2 separate regions of the Mus musculus genome follow, and region 1 is linked to region 2. A link is a contact called in public HiChIP or PLAC-seq data. All regions are on one chromosome and are shown on one strand. Each heading gives the region's core, a stretch centred on a gene start, on an enhancer-like site or on the middle of the called end of the contact. The rest is flanking DNA. Distances are from core to core; before and after follow the strand shown.

The links. HiChIP or PLAC-seq counts read pairs in DNA pulled down with a chosen protein or histone mark.
Region 1: an H3K27ac HiChIP or PLAC-seq map of oligodendrocyte precursor cells shows a contact between it and region 2, with 8 times the contacts expected there. The contact joins the enhancer-like site here to the promoter of Gpm6a in region 2. A contact is called at or near these places in 7 of 115 datasets of contacts at active chromatin or transcription factors (embryonic basal ganglia, embryonic forebrain, embryonic midbrain and 3 more) and 1 of 9 other capture datasets (pancreatic islet).

What each region holds. Positions count from the first base shown.
Region 1 is chr8:55,099,472-55,104,880 of GRCm38.p6, forward strand. No RefSeq gene overlaps it. Among named protein-coding and RNA genes, the nearest start is that of Gm51571, 13 kb to the right of the region's middle. Within about 2 kb of position 3,565, at least 6 of the 459 cell types and tissues checked have an H3K27ac peak or open chromatin away from gene starts, as enhancers often do. A contact at or near this core is called in oligodendrocyte precursor cells, where this site is marked.
Region 2 is chr8:54,951,303-54,956,018 of GRCm38.p6, forward strand. It overlaps Gpm6a (glycoprotein m6a), which reads left to right and starts at 3,426. Exons shown (of 7, transcript NM_153581.6): 1 at 3,426-4,013. The coding sequence starts at 3,977.

The DNA.
Region 1 (5,409 bases), core at 2,315-4,814, 150 kb after region 2:
TGGTGAAAAGTCTTGTATAATTCTGATAGGTCTGCCTTTATATGTTTCTTGACCTTTTTCCCTTACTGCTTTTAATATTCTATCTTTATTTAGTGCATTTGTTGTTCTGATTATTATGTGTCGGGAGTAATTTTTTTTCTGGTCCAGTCTATTTGGAGTTCTGTAGGCTTCTTTTATGTTCATGGGCATGTCTTTCTTTAGGTTTGGGAACTTTCTTCTATAATTTTGTTGAAGATATTTGCTGGTCCTTTGATTTGAAAATCTTCATTCTCATCTACTCCTATTATCTGTAGGTTTGGTCTTCTCGTTGTGTCCTGGATTTTCTGGATGTTTTGAGTTAGGATCTTTTTGCGTTTTTTATTTTCTTTGATTTTTGTGCCGATATTCTCTATGGAATCTTCTGCACCTGAGATTCTCTCTTCCATCTCTTGTATTCTGTTGCTGATGCTCGCATCAATGGTTCCAGATTTTTTTCTTAGGGTTTCTATCTCCAGCGTTGCCTCACTTTGGGTTTTCTTTATTGTGTCGACTTCCCTTTTTAAGTCTTGGATGGTTTTATTCAATTCCATCACCTGTTTAGTTGTGTTTTCATGCAATTCTTTAAGGTATTTTTGTGTTTCCTCTTTAAGTTCTTCTACCTGTTTAGCAGTGTTCTCTTGTATTTCTTTAAGTGAGTTATTAAAGTCCTTCTTGATGTCCTCTACCATCATCATGAGATATGCTTTTAAATCCGGGTCTAGCTTTTCGGGTGTGTTGGGGCGCCCAGGACTGGGTGGGATGGGAGTGCTGCCTTCTGATGATGGTGATAGGTCTTGTTTTCTGTTAGTAAGATTCTTACGTTTGCCTTTAGCCATCTGGTAATCTCTGGAGCTTGTTCTTCAGGTGATTATGTTAGTCTCTATCAGCAGACCTGGGATATTAGCTCTCTCCTTAATTTCAGTGGTCAGAGTACTCTCTGTAGGCAAGCTCTCCTCTTGCAGGGAAGGTGCCCAGATATCTGGTGTTCGAACCTGCCTCCAGGCAGAAGTTGTGTTCCAGTTGTGACCCTGATTAGGCCAGGTTTTCTGCTTCCCTAATTAATGCAGTCTCAGGTCCTGCATGATTGGATTGGAGTAGGGGCTGTATTCCACTCACCAGAGGTTTTAAGATCCCATGGAGGATCCTGTGAGGACCTTGTGAGTGTCCGGAGACTCTGCACCCAAGGTACCCCGGGGCTGGCGTGGACAGGAAGTGACTTGTGACTCTCGGGAGTACTCATTCTTGCCTCTTCAAATTTTTAAAGTTTTTTTTTTTTTACATACATTTTGTGACATATGTGTACACACACACACACACACACACACACACACACATCGCTAGCAATAATAGTTCTCATCCAGAATATATTTATTATTATGCTGCACAATATACAACCATTAAGAATAAAGTTTAACATTTCTCATTTGTACTAGTGGAGCTCTAGTTGCACTTCAAAGATTACCTAACAAAAATCCCAATACCAAACATGAGAAACCCTCTTATTTGTTATTGACCAAGGAGTTTGAAAAATCTCCAAAAACACATACTGTATTATTGTTACCCTTGCCCACACTCCCACAGGTGAAAGATAAGTCTTTTATCCTAAAGACATAATGCCCTTCAGAAACAGGACCCAGAGAGCTATGATCAAGAACTGACCTGAATTCTGCCTCCGTGAGAACTAGCTTTTATCATGCAAGCTTCCAAATGAGGAAAGAAACCAAAAGTCCTACACAGTTATGATGCCTATGAACCACATCAATGACTAGCATGGCAAGATAACCTTTAGGGTGTAATAGTTGCACACATAACTTTGCAGAACACAACAGCTCTCTATGTAAACTTAAAACTCACTCAAAAAGAGGGATACCAGTATTAGAGACGTTTTGGTTATTGAAAGAGGATCTGCAACCACAAATTTACTAATAGCATGGTCCCTAACAATAATCTATAAATATTTGTTCTTATACTCAGACATATGTGTAGTATTCACTCCTCATCAAGGAAACTTCTCATTGCAGCAGATTGAGACTACTATAGAAAACCACAATCAAAATGCAGAGTTGCGGAGTCCAGTCCCAACAAACAAAACTACAAACACTTTGTACCTTATAATCATAATCAGGGAACATTGCAGAAAAGGACATGGAAAGATGGCAAGAGCCAGAGGATTGGGGAGTTTCTATAAGATTGTTTCTCCAGGTAATATCAGGAGCTCTTTCTATCACTTATCATCAACATGACTGCCCAAATGAGAGCTGAACGTGGAGAGTTCATGGGGAAAAGTCCAGAAGGCTACAAGCCTACAGAGCTATAGGCACCTGAAGAAAGCCTGGAGTAGGAGAGGTGGCCTTCCTTAGAGAAGAATAAAGCAATTGGTTGTCAAGTGGCAGACCTGAAAAAAATTACACACAATTAACTTCATTTGGACTGAACAAGTTTTATGTACGAATACATATATGAAATGTATAGAAAATGGCTGAAAAGATATATATGCAATAACTATTATTGAAAAATGAGGCCAGAAGTTGAAGAGTGAGGAAGAGTATATGGAGGGTTTAGAGGAAGGAAAGTAAAGGGAGAGATATTTTAATTACATTATAATCTCAATATTTTAAAGGATAAAATTCAAGTCACACAAATCTATAAAAAACAATTACTTATAAGCCATAAAACTCCATGATAATGTTTCTTCATGAACAGAGTAATTAATTAAGATAATAATTTATGGCATAGTTCCATATAAGATTCAGTAAAAGGAAGCAGGATTTCCATAAAACCCACAGTACAATGTAAAGGCAGATTGAGAATGAGTTGTCTGTTTAATTTGTTCTTTGACTAGTTCCTTGGGGCTGTCTGTACATTAAAAAAATCATTCCATCTGTTCACTGTGCCTGAGTGACAGATATGTCCCTCAGCTTTCCTTTTGTCACAGAGAGAGGGAGTATTGATGTGCACATGAATGTATCCAATGCAAAGTACAAGAAGGGAAAAATACTTATATTTTTCAAGATAAGCTGAATCAAATCCTCTTCCATTAATACTAAATGCCCAGCAGCCATCACACAACATTAATATGCTAACAGTGATATGGAGTGAAAACATATTCCTTAACTCATATTTGGTGTTTTACCTATTATTTGACAGATTTGTTTCAATCAAAATTTTATAGAAGTCAGTAAAAAATACCAGAAATATGCTATGGAAATTGTTATGTAATTCCAGTTTCTTATATAGCCTGAAGCATAGCATTTCTTATAAGAATTTCAATTACTTCATTTGAAAAAGAAATCTGGTTTGTCAGATTTGATTTCTCTGTGTGTAAAATGGACTGATGAGATTTTTATTATTTGCAAAATGATTCAATATCTTTAATTAGTTGTGAGTTATGGGCATCAAGCACTAATGGGATACCAAGACTATAAGATACTGTTATTTATTACGATGACCCATTTAAAGCTCTTGGAACAGAAATTCCTTTGAATATATCTTTGTACCTTCACCACAGAATCTGGCAAAGTGCCTTGCAAAGAGACGGAATGAATTGATTTTTGTTAAATGGATAGATTTTACAGTCAGTCTGTAACTACCACTTCCCAGAGAAGAGAGTGTATTTACAACTTGTATAGAAAAAATAAACAATATTCCTGAAAGATAAATGGATCTAAACCATAGCTAGTTCAAAAGAGTAAATTATTGATACACAAATGTATAAGAAATTTGTGTGGTTCACAGTGGTTAGTTCTGTATGGGCCCATGAACAGTACATAGACTGTATAATTTCCCACTGCCAACTGTAGGCAAAGTGTTAATTAGATCTCTTTCGATTGATTATGTCATGTTAAGGATAAGGACAGAATTTCTCTTTATCCTCATTCATCTCTTCTCTTTCAGTTTTGCTCCCTCACTAAACGTAGGTATTGGGTAAAAATATTAGAGAAAAGGAAATGCACATTTTCTGACTTGTTATGCAAAAATCCTCAATAAACATTATCTAAGGGAATTTAATGATATTTAAATACATATTATATTTTGTATTATAAATACATTTTTTATACATGTTAAGTATTATCCACTGCTTCTCTAGAACTCATCACTTAGCTTAGGTGAAACAACATGATGTAAAAATTATTTTCCTATTACTAATTGACCTAGAAAATTAACAAAGCTGTTAATTAACAAAGCTTTATGTTTCCTGTTCAGTGTGTAAGATATTCCTCTAGGCAACAAGAAAGTAATAATTGTGATGGAATATGACAACATCTAATTATAACCACAGGAGAGGAAGAAAGAATTAAATTTGAGATATATTAAAAATGGGAATGTAAGTTCTGTCTTCACTTTTTTTGTGAAACAGTATATAAAATAAATGATAAAGAGTTGCTGAGAGAACTGAAGTGGGAAACATGTTTTAGGCAGTTTTTTTGATATCATAAACATTTGAATTATAATTGCTTGCATTAGCGTATATTAATGCACATATATATATATATATATATATATATATATATATATATATATATATATATGATGGTATATATACACACACATATATATACCATTACATGTTTGTGTGTTGCTCAAAGTTGATTGACATCATTATTGATCTCTATGCCTAACAAAACATTAAACTCATGGTTAGGAAATCAGCTAAACCAGGAGATTGTCTCTTGTGTCTGAAACTATCAGCAGCATACAATTTCTAGTTTGTGTTTCTTAAATGTAGAGAAAATGGCTGAAAAGAAAGGCTGTCGCAAAGGAAAATAAAAAGGCATTGTAATTTCTTCCTAAGAATTATTGGATGCTGACATCTAGTGGCTCAGAAAAGTTACTGAGATGGTAGAGTTTAATAGCTGAAGGGGTCTGCAACCCTATAGGTGGAACAACAATATGAACTAATCAGTATCCCCAGAGATCATGTCTCTAGCTGCATAGGTAGCAGAAGATAGCCTAGTCGGCCATCCCTGAGAAGAGAGGCCCCTTGGTTTTGCAAACTTTATATATCCCAGTACAGGGGAATGCCAGGGCCAAGAAGCAGGAGTGGGTGGGTAGGGGAGCAGGGCGGTGGGGGGCGGGGGCGGTTATAGGGAACTTCTGTGATAGCATTTGAAATTTGAAATGTATATAAAGAAAATATCTAATAAAATATATATATAACATCAAAAATAAGTATGCTATCTATGGTGCAAACTCACAAATTTATAGGTGGATACATTAAATTTGCATGCTCAATTATAGCTGTTTGTGTGCCAAATTGCTACTGAAGGAACTCTCCTCTCCCCTCCCTCTCCTCTCCTCTCCTCTCCTCTCCTCTCCTCTCCTCTCCTCTCCTCTCCTCTCCTCTCCTCTCCTCTCCTCTCCCCTCCCCTCCCCTCCCCTCCCCTCCCCTCC
Region 2 (4,716 bases), core at 2,176-4,675:
TTGGTCATGACTCTTGGTTCTATACACTATACTTAGTCCACACAATCATATTTTTCACATGTCCTATTTACTCTATGACTCAGAACCCATAAAAAGTTTCTGTCATTTTTCTTATATTCTTTCTACATATGCTTTGTAGTAACTAATAGGTCATAATTCTAGTTGTTTCTAAGAATATAGTTGAATATAAAGATAAGTACATTATACAGTTGAGGGATATGTAGATATTTTCTCAATTGATAGCATGTCTTAAAATGGAGATGTATTTAAACCAAAGTTAGGAAAAATGAGAAGGACTTACAATTTTAGACTGTGTAAGTAAGCTATCTTTTAGTCCACATGGGAAAAATAATATACATCATTAATACATCTCAAATATTATTTCAAAGAATAATCTTCTTTAACATTAGTGGTAATAGTTTTTAGGTGTCCATTTATGTATTTAAAACACCACAAGTAGAACTAGAGTCAGGGCAAATACAATGAAAATAATTGAAAAAAATATTTGATGAGGCACTATATCACTATAACTTGTGTATTTTAATGATCATTGTAGTTACTTTTCTATTGCTTTGTTAAAACACCTTGGCTAAAGCAAGTTATGAAAGAAAATGTTTAATTTGAGGCATTTGGTTTGAGAATGTTAGAGGTCACACCAATCATGGTGGGGGCTGTGGCAGCATACATGCGGGCATTGTCCGGAGTGGTAACTGAGAACTTACATCTTGATAACCAGGCATGAGTCTAGAAGAGCTAACAGGGAATGGTGTGGGCTTTTGAGCTTTCACAGTCTTCCCTCAATAACATAACTTCACCAACAAGGCCACACCTCTAATCCTCCTTAAAGAGTTCCACCAATTTGGGACCAAGATTTCAAATATATAATCCTACTGACACCATTCTCATTCAAACATACTACAATCGAAATACAGAGTGAAGATCATTGGCAGTTACTAAGGTTAATGTTTTATATTTAGAGTTCATTAAAATCAGTTTTCTATAAGGTTTTCTCATGAACATCTCATGAACTACTTTTCACATAACTAGATATTTAAGTTTTTTATTCAAACGACAAAAGATTTTGCAAATATCCTAAAAATGTCAACCAGCAACATCAATCCCAGCTGTCAAATGGGAAAAGAAAGATGGGGAATTTGGGAGATTTAAAGTGTTTCAGAGTGGGGTAGTGGAAACAATGCTAGATAAATGTGAATATACTGAAAACCCACAGGAGTGTAGACTTCAAAATGGCTCATATTTGTGTATATATCAAAAAAATGAATCTTAGCTTGTTTACAGGTTGTTGATGTAAGAATATGTATGTATGCGTTTCTTCTCATCATTTTGGAAGCTCTCCATTATCTTCAATATGAAAGGATGATGCTCTGAATATTTTAAAACCAAGGACGGTTTGGGAAATGAACTTCTTAATTAGTAAAGGAATCGGACATGGGAATGGGAAATAATGGGGACATCTGACACAAAATAACCACACAAATATCTATTTTCCACCTAGAGTTGTGAATACTGTAGAGTGGATGGTGTGGGAAACATCTAGGATGTTGGGGAACGGGGCGTCAACAGAACACTGTGTCTTGAGAATGAAGCACTTCACTTGCATATGACCTATAAACAAATTATTTCCTTAAAAGGGATTCTTATCAGAAAAAATAAAATAAAACAAATAATGAGTTGCTTTTGTTTTATAAAGAAAACCATTCTGACAATAAGTTGGTTATTATACAAATATATTGTTCCCTTGAAGTTTCCAGAGTACAAAAGAAGTTGTAATCACATCTTTCTATTGATCTTGTCCAGCAAATATTGTAAACTGAGGGTGACAGTGAAGGGACCAGTGATGTATTGGAGTAGAAAGGTAGAAGAGTTTTAGAAGTCAGAGTCCTAGACAAAGAATCAGCTTATGATGTTTGCTCTAAGAGTTTCTTCTTCATTTACAATCCCAGACCCTGCATATGCTTGAGTAGCAGACGAATATTCCAACATACAGGCTAATATATATATATATATATATATATATATATATATATATATATATATATTTCCCTGTTTTCCTTAAGTAACTCACTTAAAGTTTATAAAATACCAAAAAATATAATATAGTGTTATCATTTGTGTGTGTGCTGCTGTTAATTATTTGCTACACTGATTATTTCTGTGTCGTAAGATGAATGAAGCAGGTAAACAAGGATGGAGGCTCCACTCTGTTCTGAGTGTATGCCAGGATATGTCAGCAGAGAGATGGGCTGAAACACAAAGACTGCTATGTTTTGGCTTCTTTGATTGCCCTATGGCTTCTCTTTCAATCTGGACTGAACAAGCAACTGTCTTAAAAATCCTTGAATACAAATATATATATATGGGGAAAGAGACGAGAGAGAGAGAGAGAGAGAGAGAGAGAGAGAGAGAGAGAGAGGAAAGGGAGATAGATGCTGGGTGGCTAGAGATTCTTCAGTCGCAGTTACCCTTGGGTTAAACACATTTGACGAAAAGAATAGAAATATTGATTATCAGAGAGAAGTAGCTCTTCATTTATGTAAATAAACTGGAGCATTGTCAGATCATTTTTCCTTGAAATATATAAGTGATTTTACAGTTAAAAGTGTGGTGTGAAAAAATGCTGCTGACATGTCTTACAACCTATGTGAAAATTTTCGTATAACGCAAGCATATTATATGGATAACGGGGATATGCATTTTTTTTTCCATCAAGGGCAAGAGCTTATTCAGCTCTGTGTGTTTCCATATGCATGTTTGTTTCGAGAGGAACATAGGCAAGAGAGTCTTCCTTTATACTCTAGGAAAGCTTGACACAGCCTTGACAGACAGTGTTTATGTTCTTCCTGTACCTTTTGTGAAGTATTGCGACTCTACTTGTGTCCTGTCACTCAATAGGTTGAGCACGACTGCTAATTTATTGCCAGACTGCAGCATTGTGATTTGCATTCCTAATCAGAGTGCAGATTCCCATTGTAAAATGCTATCCTGTTGTTCCCTATCCAGAATCCTTTCGTTCTTTTTGTCGCCCCCATTCTCCAATAATCACCCTTAGAATTTTTCCCTTCACAAAATTCCCACTCGGAATTGGCAGCTTTTGTGGGCTAAACTAATCATAATTTACAAAGACATCGATTCTTTTTCTCTTTACCTGTAAAGGTCCTACGCCACTTAATAAAATACTTATTACAACAAAAGATTTATACTTATTTCTTTGAAAACCATGTTTTTATTTCTCCTTGATTCTGAAAGACGTGAAATAAAGGTCCTATCTTAATAATAAGCTTTAACAGACCAGCCTCGAGATAGTCTAATTACATCCCTCCTTGGCACCTTTAAATCAAATTAACTAGACACTTGGTGAGGAGGTAAAAGGAAAGGGCATTTTTGTAATGAATCTGACTGGGTGAGAAAAAACTACTGCAGCAGAAAGACACGACGAGAATTCGGGCTTTCCCACTGTGGTGGCAAAGGGGGGAATTATGGGTTGGTGGTCCGCTTCATGCTAGGAGGACACCCCTCTGTCTGTTCACAGTTCAGCCTGCTTCCAGTTTAAAGCCGAGATTTCAGCACAAACCTCAATTTCTTTCCCCCATTTTAAATGCAAAGCGAGGCTTGTGAATCACAGTGTCTCTGCTCCTAGAATCCAGACCCCTTTCCACTCCCCCTCCCAAAATTATCCGGCTGTTTGTTTGAGTACCTGCTTACTGTGGCACACACAATGGGCAGCTTTGAGAAGAAAAATTGATAATCTTCACGGAAGAGTAATTTGAATGAAATTACACTTGACAGCCAGTCTCTAAGCAAACAAGAGGCGCGAGGGAGCCTCAGCTAAGCTCCAAGGACTTGCCCAAGCCACTGCTGCTGGAGCTGCCCAGGGAAAAAAGGCACACGCTTTTTTGACATCTAATTGAGCTTTTGACTAATACCGTGCGCCAGATTCTCCTGAAGAAAGGTAGCCATGGAAGAGAATATGGAAGAAGGACAGACACAGAAAGGTACTGTGCTTTAAAACAGGTTTATTTGTAACTAGGTGATTATTTTGTGCTTTCCTTGTTTGCTTTAGACACTTGCCAGAGAGACTAATGAATCTTTCCCTCTTGGAAGGCATTTCTCCCTTCCTTTTTCCTCTGGTCTTCACTTGCTGTAATGCCAATTGTGATCCTTACTATTTGAACATCTTCTAGGTATAATACCTAAACGCATATTCTGATATTGATATGTACAGTGTGTCGAACTAATCTTTAGTCCAGTCTTTGTTAGACTTCATTTATTTCATGTTTTCATGGTTGTCAAGCCAAGCTCCGAGATTCCAGATTTCAGGTACAAACACAGTTGGTGCACAAGTTGCAGTTAAAATTTTGATGATGTAACCATTATCAATACCTTTGCATAGCCATCTGATAGAACAAAGAGCAACAGCATGTAGTATAATATGGTTGGTATTCATTGAATTTATTTATTTTTCTGGATGCAGTGTTGTTTTAATTTATAAGGAGCAAAGGTTCACTGATTTGGGGGGGTTATTTAATGACATTAGATTTTTTTTTCGTATGTCTGATTATAATCAACCTATACCTATATCATTGTTAAATATCAGATTCATTTTTAAAGCTTTCTAGTTATATCTGTCTATATGTGGCAATTTTTTAAATTAAAATTGGACAAATGCTGCCCATTTCAAATGATTCAAACAGCTTT